Linked DNA regions of Capsicum annuum: region 1 is linked to region 2. Evidence: chromatin contacts called from public Hi-C data. All regions are on one chromosome and are shown on one strand. Each heading gives the region's core, a stretch centred on a gene start, on an enhancer-like site or on the middle of the called end of the contact. The rest is flanking DNA. Distances are from core to core; before and after follow the strand shown. Region 1 overlaps LOC107842271. Region 2 holds the start of LOC107842291.

Region 1 (7,089 bases), core at 1,847-4,346, 69 kb before region 2:
ATTGTAATCCATATATTTTATTGTTGGGCCGTACTGACACGGGTCTTGCACTTCTAGTATATATATATATATATATATATATATATATATATATATATAAAAGAAAAATAAAAAACTCTCCCTTTCCTGCCCCACCCCTCCTTTCATTCCTATTTGTGCAAATCTCTACATTCTTTCTCCTCCTTAAACCCTCCCCCTTCTATTTATATCAATCTCGAACCTCTTGATATTAAAGACTAAAAGTTTGTGTTGATTTCAATTGTTTGAATTACTAAATCAAACCATCGGTGGATAGAAATTTCTCTTTTGAGAATCGAAAACACCTATTTCATTTCTCAGAGATTAATTAATTTTATAACCCCAACACCCCTACCTCACCCTACCCCCCCTCTCGCGCTCGCGCTCTCTCTCTCTCTCTCTCTCTCTTGCTCTTTGAGTGACAAAGGAAGAGAGGAGAAAAAGTTGATTTCTTTTGTAAATTGTTGAGTTGAAAAATGCAATTGAAATTTGTCAACAAATTTATAATCACATCTGATTGTTTTTGTAAATTGTTGAACTGAATTTTAATATATCAATAAATTCACAATCACAATCATATTGGTTTCTACCCTTACAATTCTAGTTTTCTTTAATTTTCTTGATTTTAATTATGTTGAAAAATAGGTGTTTTAAGGGTGTCAATGGATGAAGTCGATTGGCCGTGAGTGTGGATGGGTGAAATTGGTTGGTGTATTAATGGTGGCAATGGTGAGGCAGTGATGAGCCTAATCTTTGATGGAGGAGATGAATTGGTCGATTGTTTTCTTCTCTCTATCAATTGTCGTTCAAGAGAAAGAAAATTCAAATGGGTCTGTTAATATGCAGGTGTGATTGTTGTTTTATGTGCACCAGGTGAAGGGTGACAATTTTTAGTGTTGTTGTAGTGTGTGGAATTGTGTGATATATATATATATATATATATATATGGCAATAATGGAGGGTGGGGGGGAGAAAGTGATTTTTTTTTTTCGTTTTTATTATTATATATATATGAAAATATTTTTTTATGTGGTAGTGATGTGGCGTGTGTGTAATACACCTTTCTTTGTGAGAACGGTATTATATTCTTGCGGTGATATTTAATTTACTATAAAGTTGTTAAAAGAGGTAAATAATTGTCTGTGGAATTAAAGGTCAAAAATAAGTTGTGCGGATAAGTTTGAAGGCTTTAAACTTTGATTATTAAGATGGTTTGTTTTTAAACACTTGAATGTACACAATTCATTTACGAAAAAGAGATAAATTTACCTCCAAACTATGATAAATTGAATGTTTATACTCTTTGTCATGTTTTGGGTACACACATGCCCATATCGTTGATAAAATAGTATGTATATACCTCGATCTGCATCCAAATATATAACTGAGGGTGTATATGTATCATTAATCATAGTTCGGGAATATATTTATCTCTTTTTTATTTAAACTTTTTTTTCAAATAATTAATTCAAACTCACAATCCGAAATAAATCCACTACCCAATCCGATCCCATTAAAATTTAAAATACGTCTATCTAACAAACACATTTTTTTTACTCCTATAACAATATACACACCCAATACAGTAACACCTATCAGGAATAACAACTCTCTTCTGCTCCTCCATTAACACCAACAATAATACATGAGCAATAACAATAATACAATTAATAACAACTAATTACACCATCTCCTCCATTTCTATTGAACAAATATATCCATAAACTTCACTCCATTACTATCAATTTTTTTTAAAAAAAAGTCATTCAACCAGACACCCAAAAATAACACCAAATACATTGAACCTCTCACATTTTAATTTTAAGAAAAACTCCATCTCAAAAACAATACCCGCTGATAGTCAACACCACATAGACATCGTCTCCGTCGAACTGAAAACGCCCCACCGGTGATCTATCACGTCACCTCTAGTTCTGGCCACCTTTGGACAATCTCCACTCCCTTCATCCAGTAAACACCAAACTTGCATCAATGACCAATCACTATAATTTGATTAGGGTTCACGTTTAAGAGAAAAACAGAGGGAGTATCGAATTTGGAATAAAAAATAGAAATTGGATCGAGTTGGTTTGAAATCGGACTCGATGGATTTCTTGAATCGGTAGTGTATTTGAGTTAATTACTTGGGATATAAAAATTAAAATAAAAAGGACAAATATATCCCCAAATTATAATAAATGGTACGTATATACCCTCCGTCATACGTTGGGTACACATATGTCGCTACTGTTAGTGTGAGTGGCATATATGTACCATTTTATTGATGGTAGGGGTATATCTATACTCAAGTATAACAGAGAATATATACGCATCATTTATCATCATTTTTTCGATTCATTTATTTGTAAACATATTAAATAAATAAACTAGTTAAAAAGTAATTAAATATTTTAACTAATATAATTTTTATGTTCGGTAGTGATAGTAGAGATTATCTATAGCGATGGTGATTATAATACTTGGTGTAAGAGGCGAGTTATAACGGCGATAGTTAATCTAATTACTAGATGGTTGAGGCTTTTGTGTTAAAGCTATATCAAGCTCTTCCTGGGATAATTATTTGACATATTTGGCGATAATATTACAACGATGCATAAACATAAAACATTTCCTAGACAACAAAGAAGTTGTTAACTCAGCGATATCCAAGTGCAAACATTAAATTGACACCATTTTCATTCAGAACAGGACATGATTTAAACTTCTTTTCTCCACTTCTGCTGTTGTAGCTACGAATTTCAACTTCTGCTAGTTCAATTTCAATGCCTTACCATCCATTTGCTGCCTCCGCAAAAAGACTGGTCACTTTGTTCGTATCATTTGGACAAGGTGGGATTGTTGTTTTGCCAGAAGTATGACAAACATGTAAAAAAAATGGGTACATTTGGCTCTGGCAGTAGGAATATTATGTTTATCCAAAAACCAGTAATGAATTACAATTTGTAGTCATGATTGTATTAAGTTTTTCAGCAGCTGCTGTAAGTGGACGAAGCTCCTTTGCTCAATGTGTGGAATGTTAATTGAGATATGAAGCAAAGCCAATTGGGGGACAGGAGTGAGATGAGAACACGACATTTAGTCAACAAGCAGAAAAATCTCAAACTTCGGGCAGAAAATAGGAAAAGGAACAAAAAAAATCATCATATCATCAAACCAGCTTAAAATTTGTCATTCAACAGGAGACTACTTCAAAATCAACAAATCTTGTTACACAATCTTTCATACATGAAAGAATGGAGCCATCAGAACAAACACAACTTACAACAGCTATAAAAGAACTGCATTCTCAGTGGTCACCTCCACGAATTCGAAGCGCAAGGTGAAGTGTGGCTTCTTTTTGGATATTATAATCTAAATGTATTATGAACATCTCGAGCAGGCACTTGCACAGAGTTTAAGAAAATAAAAAAGACTTCAGGAAAGGGGTCATTCTTTTGAAACGAAATAAAAAGAAAAGTATGTCATAATTTTTGAAATGGAGGGAGTATTAGATATGGAACACACTCTTTAAAATTATATGATGTATTCGTGTCTAGGCTTTTCACACAATAAGCTAATTAAAAATATAATCATGTCCTTAGGGACCAAAAATATTTTCAAAAAAATGTTGGCATTGGGAGGGTATTTCTAGGAGAGCACCGCAACCAATATGCACAAATTGATGTGCCGTTCAAGTTATAATTTCTCCACGTGTTTGACTCATTATAGTTGCAAGGAACAACGGGATGCAAATAGAGCACAAATAAGTGGATAAACAACAACACTCTTTATGTAGAAGGCAGGATAAACAATTTTATCCTTCACTAATGGTTTGTAATCCTAATATCTTATCATATCTTGGTTAAATCTGACATGGCTCTAGAATAGAAAGTGATACCCACGGAAGAGCACTGAACTCCTTGTGACAAATAATTTATAAAAATTTGTGCATATCTTTTGGTCATGATTAACTAACTTCAACCTCTTGAAGCATCTAAACAGCAGTAGCACAGAAGATTAATTTTTACTTTCTTTTGTTCTCCAACTGTGTAACCACATCCCAAAATTTCTACAGAAAATCTATGGATTTTTTCATTTTTTACTAATCATGCAGAATAATTATTTTATTATTTTTGAGAACTTAAAAGTAGAAACGTTTCTCCTGCAACTAATTTTTTCCTATCTTCACCTCAGAAAAAGAGGAAACAAAAACAAAATACTGTTCCACCTACCTAGTTGGCCTTGCATTAATGAAAATCTGATCTTGGGGTTTATGGTTGCAGTAGCTAGCACGCGTTAACACTCTAGTTTTAGCAAATACCTTGTTGTAGTAAAATCAAATTACAACCTAATCTTGCAATAACATCAAAACCATATTGAACTGCAACTTGCATATGGCTTCTGTGCTACAACATACACATATCACCTAGAAACATGATGAAATTGGTTTAATGTTTACACATTGACAAAATCAGAATTTTAATATTATGACACAACATTTATCAAGACATACAACAAAAATAAACAAGTAAAATAGTAAATTTTCTAAAGCAAGAACACATTGATAAATATACCTGACAATTCAAACCACCAAAAATATATTTTCAATTTTCAGCAAGAAGATTTCTCTATTGTCACATCCACACAAAATCTCTTCTACAACTACTCTTCAAATTAACAAAAATACAACAATCAACACAATTAACAAAAATAGGTCTGTACAAAAAATAAAATCAAATAAAAATTTCACACACAAAAAAGGCTTACCTTAGAAGGCGTACGACCAATGTAAAAAGACATATCTTTATTTTGTAAGAGTAGAAAAGATTACCTTTTGGGCTTGTCAGTTATTTAGTATATCCTTTCACCACCCACGACTTCAAGGGCCTTGTTTTTAGCATCGTCAATTTTTAAAGCCACGAACAGATAAAAAAATAAATTAGGCAAAATAATTGCAAACAAAATGAGAAAAACTGAGTGGAAGAACACAGTCCAAACTAAGACGGGAAGAAGAAGAAAAACAAAGTAGAAGACAGTGGACATGGAAAAAATCTAGATAGCCAATTGTTTCAATCGCTAATTTTATGATTAACACGTCATAATTCCCTCCATCATTTACAGTCTAAAGTACACTTGAATATAAATTTAAAATTCATGCAGAATCCAGAACGAACTTCTAACTATAAAAATCAAAGCAATAGAACAAAAGAAAAAAGATAATGTTACTTGCGTCATGCCCACATGAGATGTTTCCACCAAATTCTTAGCCCATCTTAGATGAGCAACTCCGCAATAAAGATACCATTTTTACTGATACAAACACCGGAAAAAGTACCTAATAAAATTTAAAAGATTGCAATTCAAGAAAGATTTCCTTTTTGAATTCATTCTTACCCGTTCTTGGTCTGAAAATAAAGAAAGGTCTTTCAAATTTAAACTCGATTTTGCCAAATCCTAATTGAAGCATAGATAAACAAATTAGCAAGTCATTGTTAATCATTCCATGTGGTTATCGAAAAATCCCTATTATCCTTAGAATCATAAGCAAATCAAACTCTGAAACACAAAACCAGATCAACCACTAAACAGAACTCACAAACAGTACATGCATCGCTGTTGAGTTGGTGTTGCTTCCAATATCAGCAACAATTTCTTATATAAGGATTTCAACCATACCATCTCCATCAACTTCTTTATTTTCTTTACCCAGCTGATTGAATTTTTACTTTTGCTGTCAACTTACTTTTTTCAATTATATACAATGTCTTTACCTCTATATCTTCTATTATTCTATATTCAATTATATACAATGTCTTTACCTCTATATCTTCTATTATTCTATGTAGGAGTCATAAGCAAGACTGTGTCTGCTAATTAGAACTTCTGTATCATTGTTTTCCTCTAATTGCAGACTTAGATACACAAGAATTCTAAAACAATACTCAGATCAATGTATTAAATCAAAATTATCAAAAAAATTCAATCTTTTTGTAATTTCAAAATTAAATATAAAAAAAAAGCGATGAAGGTGCAAAGGAGTTGTCTTTTATTAGTATAATGAGCAAATAGTGTTAGCAATATCAAGAAAAATATCAAGATAAATTATGTAACGTGTTGGTCGAGAAATTTTCTAATGTTTTGTTAATTTTATTTAAATCTGAATGTAGATATATATTAAGTTAAAGAAGAGCTTTAGAAATGATTTCATCATATACTACTATATTGTAAGTAGACTGGTCATCATCATTATCAGCAGTAGGTGGTTGAATTAATATTTTTATGCAGTTTGAATTTTTCGCTCTCGATAAAGTAACATTTAATTGATCATGTGAAAAGACAGGCTCACGTAAATAAATTCCAATATAATCTAATATTTGTCCTTGAGCTTTATTAATTGTCATAGCAAAACACAGTCGAACTGAAAATTGTGTTTTTTAAAGGAATAGGCAATTTTTCATCATCCGAAGATAACAACGGTATCCTTAAAATAAATACATGTACATTCTTAAAATCACCACTGGCAAGTTTTGTACTTATAACGTGACTCTTAAAATCACAACATATCAATCGTGTACTATTGTATAATCCTTCACAAGGATTTAAATTTCTCAATTAAATAATAGGACAATTTTCTTTTAAGGTTAATTTGTAAGGAGACAGACCAGGAGGGTTAAATGAATGCATAAAATCCTCAAACTCACTTTGATCATTTTGCTCAATAGTTTCATCAATTGCAACAAATATCTTAGAATCTTTAGGAGATTGACTTATAAGTCTATCATTTAACTCATCAACGAAGTCATTTTTTGTTGTTAAGATAACACAGGATGTTAGAAAACTTAAATCTTCAAAAGATGTGTGAAAATTAGGATATATTATTTTGAAAAGAAGATCTAATGATTCTTTTTCAGTGGTTTATGGAACAATGAAATAGTTTGGGATAGTTATTTTACCATTTATGTTAGTATTTTCTTATCCATTTCCTATCCGCATTAGGTACTCACAAAAAGAGGCATCAGTTTTAGAGCGCATATTTTCTAATAATCGAAGTTTCTCAAGGTAGTTCCATAT
Region 2 (7,019 bases), core at 1,415-3,914:
AGATAAATAGTGATAAAGGCAAAAGTGAAGTTCGCTGAAATATTATTCTCCGATGAAGGTGAAAACTTTTCAATCGATACTTTTAGATCTTGAAATTGAATTACAATGAGAAAGATTTGAGAAAGGTGTTTTTCTATGTGCTTTGAGGAATAGAAAATGAAATGATGAAGGTCAAAGAAATTTCGTCAAAACCGTAAACTTTCTAGTAAGATTTTCTGGCAAAACTTCAATGAGTTTTTCAGTCTTTTTCGATGATTGTTAGGATCAATATTTTCTAATCTTTTGCTGATGATTCACTTTCCATTTTAAGTAAATTAACTGAATTCTAGAGGGAAAAAAGGAAGGTGCACTTGGTGAATGTTTTGGTGGTTGGACGTGGTGGACATTTTGATGGTCATTAATGGGTATCAAGTACAGTGAAAATGATGAAAGAGGAAGGAAAAAAAATAAGCAAAAGAAAAGAAATTATTTACCAAAAAGTGAAAAGAAAAAGAAGCCTATAAAAATTAGCAAATTAATGATAATTAGCTTCATAACATCCGCTAGAAAAATAACATGTGTGCACTTAACTTTATTTTTAGTTAACTTTTTTTATATACATTATATCTGTATGCGCCCAAAATATTTGGATTGCACACATGCCACATAGACGTAAGTGTGTAAATGACTTTTCAAAATTAGTTCAGGATGAAACTGATGGGTATAAATTAAAAATATTTAATATATCACATTTAATAGAAAAAATTGTTGAACGAAAAAGGTGTATCCTATACAAATGAACCGTAAAACAACAAACTTTCAGCTAATGACCACGTGTATATGTAATGTCTGTGTGTATTTATATATAAAATCAAGTATTTATATGATATATAGCGGTGTATCAAAGATATATATACATACAATACATTACACGATTATACAACGTTTATTCACTATAGTAGTTTATCTTTTTCAATGAATTAGTTTTTTTTTTTTTTTTTAGTTCCGATAAGCTTAAATCTCCTCTAAACAATTTTAAATTTTAGATATGAGCTACTCTCGATGTTTTCCAATCTTTTGATATATTATTACTCAGAATGATCCTGTTTGCAATAGGTCAAATTTCAAAATGACGGATTTCAATGGATATCAACTCAAATTTTAGATATAAGTTTTTTCGATGTCTCAATTCTTTTGATATATTATTTCACTCAAAGAAATTCACACTAGTAGTAGGCCAAGTTTTAAAATTTAAGCTTCAAAATTCTTGAATGACAAATTTTAATGAGCATCGATTCAAATTTTCCTCTAAACAGTTTCAAATCAATTCATTCCACGCAAATAAGGTTTTAATAGAGCGTAGCTTGGTCAATCCATTCTGATCCGTCGAAAAATGTTTTTTTGGTCGCCATTGACAGTTTGTTGAAGCTACGGGAACCGAAGGGCGAGTTATTAGAATAATAAATACATAATTTAGCTATTTTGGTTAGGAATTATGGGTGTGTTTGGTACGAAGAAAAATATTTTCCGAAAAATATTTTGTAGTGCTCTGTTGGTGAATGAAAAAATATTTTTTAAAAAATACATTTTAATGTTTAGGTAAAGCGTAAAAATACATTTTTAAAAAATAATTTTTGATCTCAAAAAATATTGTTTTAGGATGTGTTCGAATGAAGGAGGAGAAATATTTTATAGAAAAATAAATTGTTTCTTAATTATATTTGTGTGTTTGTTATGCAAATTGGATAAATATATATTTTTTAAAAGTATTTGTATATATTTAACAAAAACAATGAAAACGAATATGATAAAAAGGGTGGGATAAGAAAAAAGTTTTGAACTATTTTTAAAAAATAAATTAAAAATATTAATTTTTTTTTTGGAGAGGGGTTGGTAGGTTTGGTTGGGGTTGTCAAAATAGGTAGTAAGGATGGGTAAGAAAATAATTTTAATTTTTGTAAAAAACAAATTAATTTTTTTTTGGGGGGGGGGTTGGGGGGCTTGTTAGGAGGTGGGTTTGGGGGTAGGGGAGTATGAGTCGAGTAAGAAAAAAATTTGAAATATTTTTTTTGGATGGGGTGGTAGGGCGTGGGGTAGGGGTAGGGGAGTGAGGTGGGGTAAGGAAAAAATTAAAATTTTTCAAAAATAAATTTAAAAAATTTAATTTTCTTGAAGGGGTAGGTGAGAGGAGGTTGGTAGGATGTTGGGGTAGGGGAGGTAAGAAAAAAGTTTGATTTTTTTTAAAAAAAATAATTTATTTTTTTTGGAAAGCGGAAGGGAGTAGGGTTTTGAGTTTTGGGTAAGGGGTGAGGTAAGAAAAAAATTTAAAATATTTTTTTTAATAGGAGTGGTAGGGGCAAGGTAGGGGTGAGGGTGGGGATTGAGGGTCGGAGTAGAGATGAGTGATTTTGAAAGTTGTATGAATATTTCAATTTAAGAGAGAGATTGAAAGAGAGTTTTGAAAAATATTTTTTTTACTTTTTGAAAAGAAGTTATTTTCCTTATATTTAAGGAAAATGAATTGATTTGGAAAACATTTTTTAAAACCTTTTAAGTCAACCAAACATGAGAAAATTGAAAAAATATTTTCCAAAAAATGTTTTCATTCGTACCAAACACACCCTCTGACCAAATGGTCAATTTGTTTAATTATATGTCAAAATAGAAATTAAAAAAAAATCTCATTTGTTTCTAGCAAAGCCATAAGAGATTTTTTTTTTTTTTTTAATCTTTTTTTTGCTTTCCCAAACTTACAAGCCAACACTTTTTCCTTTTTCCTGTCTGAATTCCAAAAATTTCCGATACCTCCATTTCTTCGGATCGATACCCATTTGGGTATATAAAAATGGAACAACAGTACCCTAACCGGCAGCAGAGAACATATGTCGGAAGCGGCACCGGCACCGGCACCGGCACCGGAGGAGGAGGATCATTAGCTATGGAAACGACAAGACAAACGTCAAGTCAATTACAGTCACAACACTCAGATAACGACCAGAGTAGCAATGAACTTCGAGCATTGGATTGTAACCTAACATCCCTATGTGATCATATTCAATTGGAAGGGTTTAATGATGGCTCATTTTCTGATGTCATTGTTCAAGCTATGGGTTCTACTTATCACCTTCATCGTCTTATCCTTTCCCGTAGTTCTTATTTCAGGTTCTTACACCCCTTTACTTTCATTATACTAGTATTATTTTACTTGCTTTCAGAGGCGAATTTTGGATTTTTAGAACATGGATGCGAAAAAAGTGCATTTAGTGAGAATTCATCCCTGGTTTTCTAAATAAATGGCTCGAACACTCAAACAAGTGCACCATTTAGCCTTTTTATGCCATGGTTGCCAACAGATATTTGTTTCTAAGTATAGTAAGGTGACATTATTTTTGGGGACGGGCTAAAAATGAAAGGCTGCCACATAAAATGGGACAGTGCGAGTATCATTTTACTTGCATTTGCAACGACAAGTACAAAACTTTCTGTAATTTGGCAGAAGGTGTGGTGCTTTTGGTGGGTTTTTATTTCTGATTATAATTTGGTTTGGCTCTCTCCATTAATTTTCAGTTATAGAGTAGAAAAGTTTCATTCTTGGTGGGGTGTATTTTTTCTATTTACACAGTGCTATCAAAAACAAAAATTCCATAAGAGCTTTAACAGTGGCGATGGAACCAGGATTTAGGAGTCGTGGTGCCCGGGAGGTTCAATCACACATATTGACGCCCTAAGTTTTAAGGTCCCACCTGGAAACCAAAGCACCTAGGCAACTTCTTGGTTTCAAGGGCGCTTTTTTAAATCCTATACCAATTTTTATACATTTCATATATAATTATACCTAGTCTGCGTCAGGTTTAACGGGTACCGAAGCACCACAAAATTGCACATAGGTCTGTCCCTAAGCTCTAAGATCCGTTAGGGCTTTAAGCGCAAAGGGAGAAAAATACAAATTTATATGTTTAGTCCAAGACTAATAATTATAAGCATGAATGACAAATATTTGAACAGAGAAATTGAAAAAAATATTGATAAAGTGAAATTCCAATTGTTTATATGCCTCTTCATAGAAGGCTCATTGGCAAGGGAAAGTATTTCTGGAACTTTGATGACACTAAAGCGCACATTAAAAGAGTACTTCAGATTCCTTAGCTTTTACTTCATGATTTACGTTCGAGGTTTTGGGTCTCATATTGCACCCTTCAACTCCATTTTTTGTGGGGCTTTTCTTTTTCTTCTTGGATATGATTTAGTTGGCTAATTCCGTTGGAAAAGTATAGAAGTTTTTGCTGTTTGCTTCATGGTTGTCTATTCTGCTGAAGGTTTGATGTTTCATGGCTACTATCATGGTGTTTTTTTCTCAGTATCTGTTACTCCATGCCCCCCACCCAAAAAAAAGAAATTGCATTATTTCTAATTTTCTAACTCTATTTGGATAATCGCAATAGAATTTTTAGTTATAAAAATATTTCTATAAGAAATGTGATCTTCAGTACATTTAATCTAGTATCTAAATATGTACATTTTATTTAAAGAAAATTTATAAATCTATATCGGAATCACACTGAAATTAGATATGTTAATCCTCTGCCTCTAAATGCTGTCATTCTTTTGGGGAAGGAAGAAGTAATAGTTTGAGTTTTGTTGCTTTGCAACTGACAAATCAGCGCGTCAAAAATACTAGCTTCGTGTATCCATAACTCCTCTTGCACTTGTTCCACTTCAAGTATACTCAAGGTCCTCATGTATATTTCCTGCAATCATTTAATAGCAACATCCACTTGGTTAAAATTTGTAATTGAAGACCGCATGCTGTCTGGTCTCCTTTAATGCATGTTTGATGACAGGCTACGTGCTTACCATCATTATAAAACTTACCATCCTGACAAATTATGGTCATGTAAATGAACCTGCACCTTGTATCCCTAATCACAATTCTCTTGTCAATATGTACATGCATGTAGAAGTGCCAAAGCTGTTTGTTGTATGTTTCCTAATAAGGTTCATTATTAGTGCCCAGTGGAAAGGGCCATCCATCTCCAAATAGGGGTGGATCTATGCAGAAGTGTGTGAGTGCCACGACATCCGGACACCCTCGTTGAAATTATGTATATATATGTATAAGATATATGTCAAACTTTCTTAGTGCCGCCTGCAGTCATAGAGAGCAGATGGCGCCAGCGGCTAAGGGTCAAATTAGTTTCCTTGAGTGTGCGAGTTTGATTCCATGTTGACATACTTTTTTAGAACTTTTTTATGTTAGAGTTTTTTCTTCCTTTTTGGTTTCTGCTGCACAAATATAGCTCAACCCCAGTGGGACTCGAACCCACAATCGCTTGATTAGAAGTCAAGCACCTTATCCATTAGGCCATGGGGGCAACAAGCTTTAAATATATTAGTATTGTAGTTAGTACGTAGATAGTTTAATCGTATAAGTTTCTGATTTAATTTTGTTAATCTTTTTCGTTTGTTAACTTTTCTGACTTCATTTTCTTTTGTTTTGTTTTAAGCTTGAAATGGAAATAATTTCCTTATTTCAACAATTTTTTTCTCCTCTTGCTTTGTCTAAATTTCAGAAACCCATACAGGAAGTTTCTCTCACTCTTTGTTTTATTATTTAAATCATTTGGATGTATATGAAAAAAATTAGTTTAACTATGAAAATTTAAATCTTGTTGAAGATTTAATTATCAAAATGGAATATTGCCACAAAGGATGACATGGAAACTAGACTGAAATTTCAGTTGATTTCTTCGGTCTCTTTAGATTTTTTGTTACATAAACTATGAAGCATTTATATAATATAAATAATTATGTCATCATTGAGTCCTTTTTAGAATATAAACACTTGCCGAGCACAATTATAAATGAATGATTTATAGTTATGATATTACTAATATTGTTGAAGTTTTTTCCTTTGCGCTAAGTTGTCATAATTTTTTTCTTCTAATCGATTTGTCTATATATAAATCGAAAAGACGAATGACCTAGATTCAACGCCCAAAATTGATAAACAGATCAAATGTTTACCCTATTTGGACCTTGTAAATAACAATGTGGTTCGACAGCCGTAACCTTTCAAATCCTGGACGTGCCTCCGCCTCCAAACACGAGGTTGGAGGGCCAAACACCAGGGGAGAAAGAGATTCGGGGAAAGGTTGGTGGGGTTTAGCAAGTTATATTTATTTACATTCTGTGCTTTCATATTTAGCTGCATTTTATACACAATTATTATTTGGCCTCTGCATACAAGTAAATAAACCACCTTGAACTCTAGTTTATGTACTTCTTTAATGAGCAGGAATATGCTTCAGGGGCCATGGAAAGAAGCCAAAGCTCCAGTTTTGACCTTGACAGTGGATGATAGCAATGTCAATGGGGAGGCTATTGCAGTAGCTTTAGCATATCTGTATGGACACCATCCTAAGCTAAATGATAATAATGCATTCCGCGTTCTTGCTGCTGCATCCTTTCTTGATCTTCAGGTTTGAAATGTGAAACATATAATGGCTTATAATCAGTCTTGTGTCCTGGAAATTGTCATTGGTTTGGTCTAGTAAAAGGGATGGAGTCATGATTACTTTTGCCAAGACGTATGTAATAATCTGCAAATTGTTACGGTGGAATCGATTTTCTGTATGTCAAATATCTGTCGGAACTTCGTGCATGATTATTTGCAGAAACTCTTCCGAGGGTATGTTGAAATAAAAAAAGTGTTTTATTAAAAAAATACATCTTTATTCTAATATCTCTTAGATACCAGTTGTTATATATCTTCACTATTATGTTTAAGGGGTAGTTTGGTATAGGGATGGGATAGACAAAGGATTCCCACCATATGCATGGGATAACTTATCCCATCATTATAACATAAATGGGGGATAAATAATCTCGGGACTAACTGATACCCCTAACCAAACGCAGGATTAAAAAATCATGTATTTTATCCTAGGATTATTATCCCTTATCCCTCATAGCAAACGTCCCCTAAGTGTTTAGTCCTTCCGAATATTTTATTTTAAAGCTTCTCACGAGGAAAAAGGATT

What was found. Hi-C and Micro-C count contacts between places; a contact is called where the count stands out from the background.
Region 1: a Hi-C map of leaf shows a contact between it and region 2, with 2.9 times the contacts expected there. The contact joins the enhancer-like site here to the promoter of LOC107842291 in region 2. A contact is called at or near these places in 3 of 5 Hi-C or Micro-C datasets (bud, leaf and placenta).

The regions. Positions count from the first base shown.
Region 1 is chr1:178,840,833-178,847,921 of UCD10Xv1.1, reverse strand. LOC107842271 reads right to left here. Exons shown (of 5, transcript XR_007052848.1): 4 at 4,850-7,089; 5 at 1,619-2,021. Among protein-coding and RNA genes, the nearest start is that of LOC107842250, 8.3 kb to the left of the region's middle. Within about 2 kb of position 3,096, at least 3 of the 5 cell types and tissues checked have an H3K27ac peak or open chromatin away from gene starts, as enhancers often do. A contact at or near this core is called in leaf, where this site is marked.
Region 2 is chr1:178,771,467-178,778,485 of UCD10Xv1.1, reverse strand. LOC107842291 reads left to right here and starts at 2,664. Exons shown (of 12, transcript XM_016686055.2): 1 at 2,664-3,141; 2 at 6,275-6,458. The coding sequence starts at 2,825. It overlaps TRNAR-UCU (a tRNA gene), which reads right to left and starts at 5,351; the gene lies at 5,275-5,351.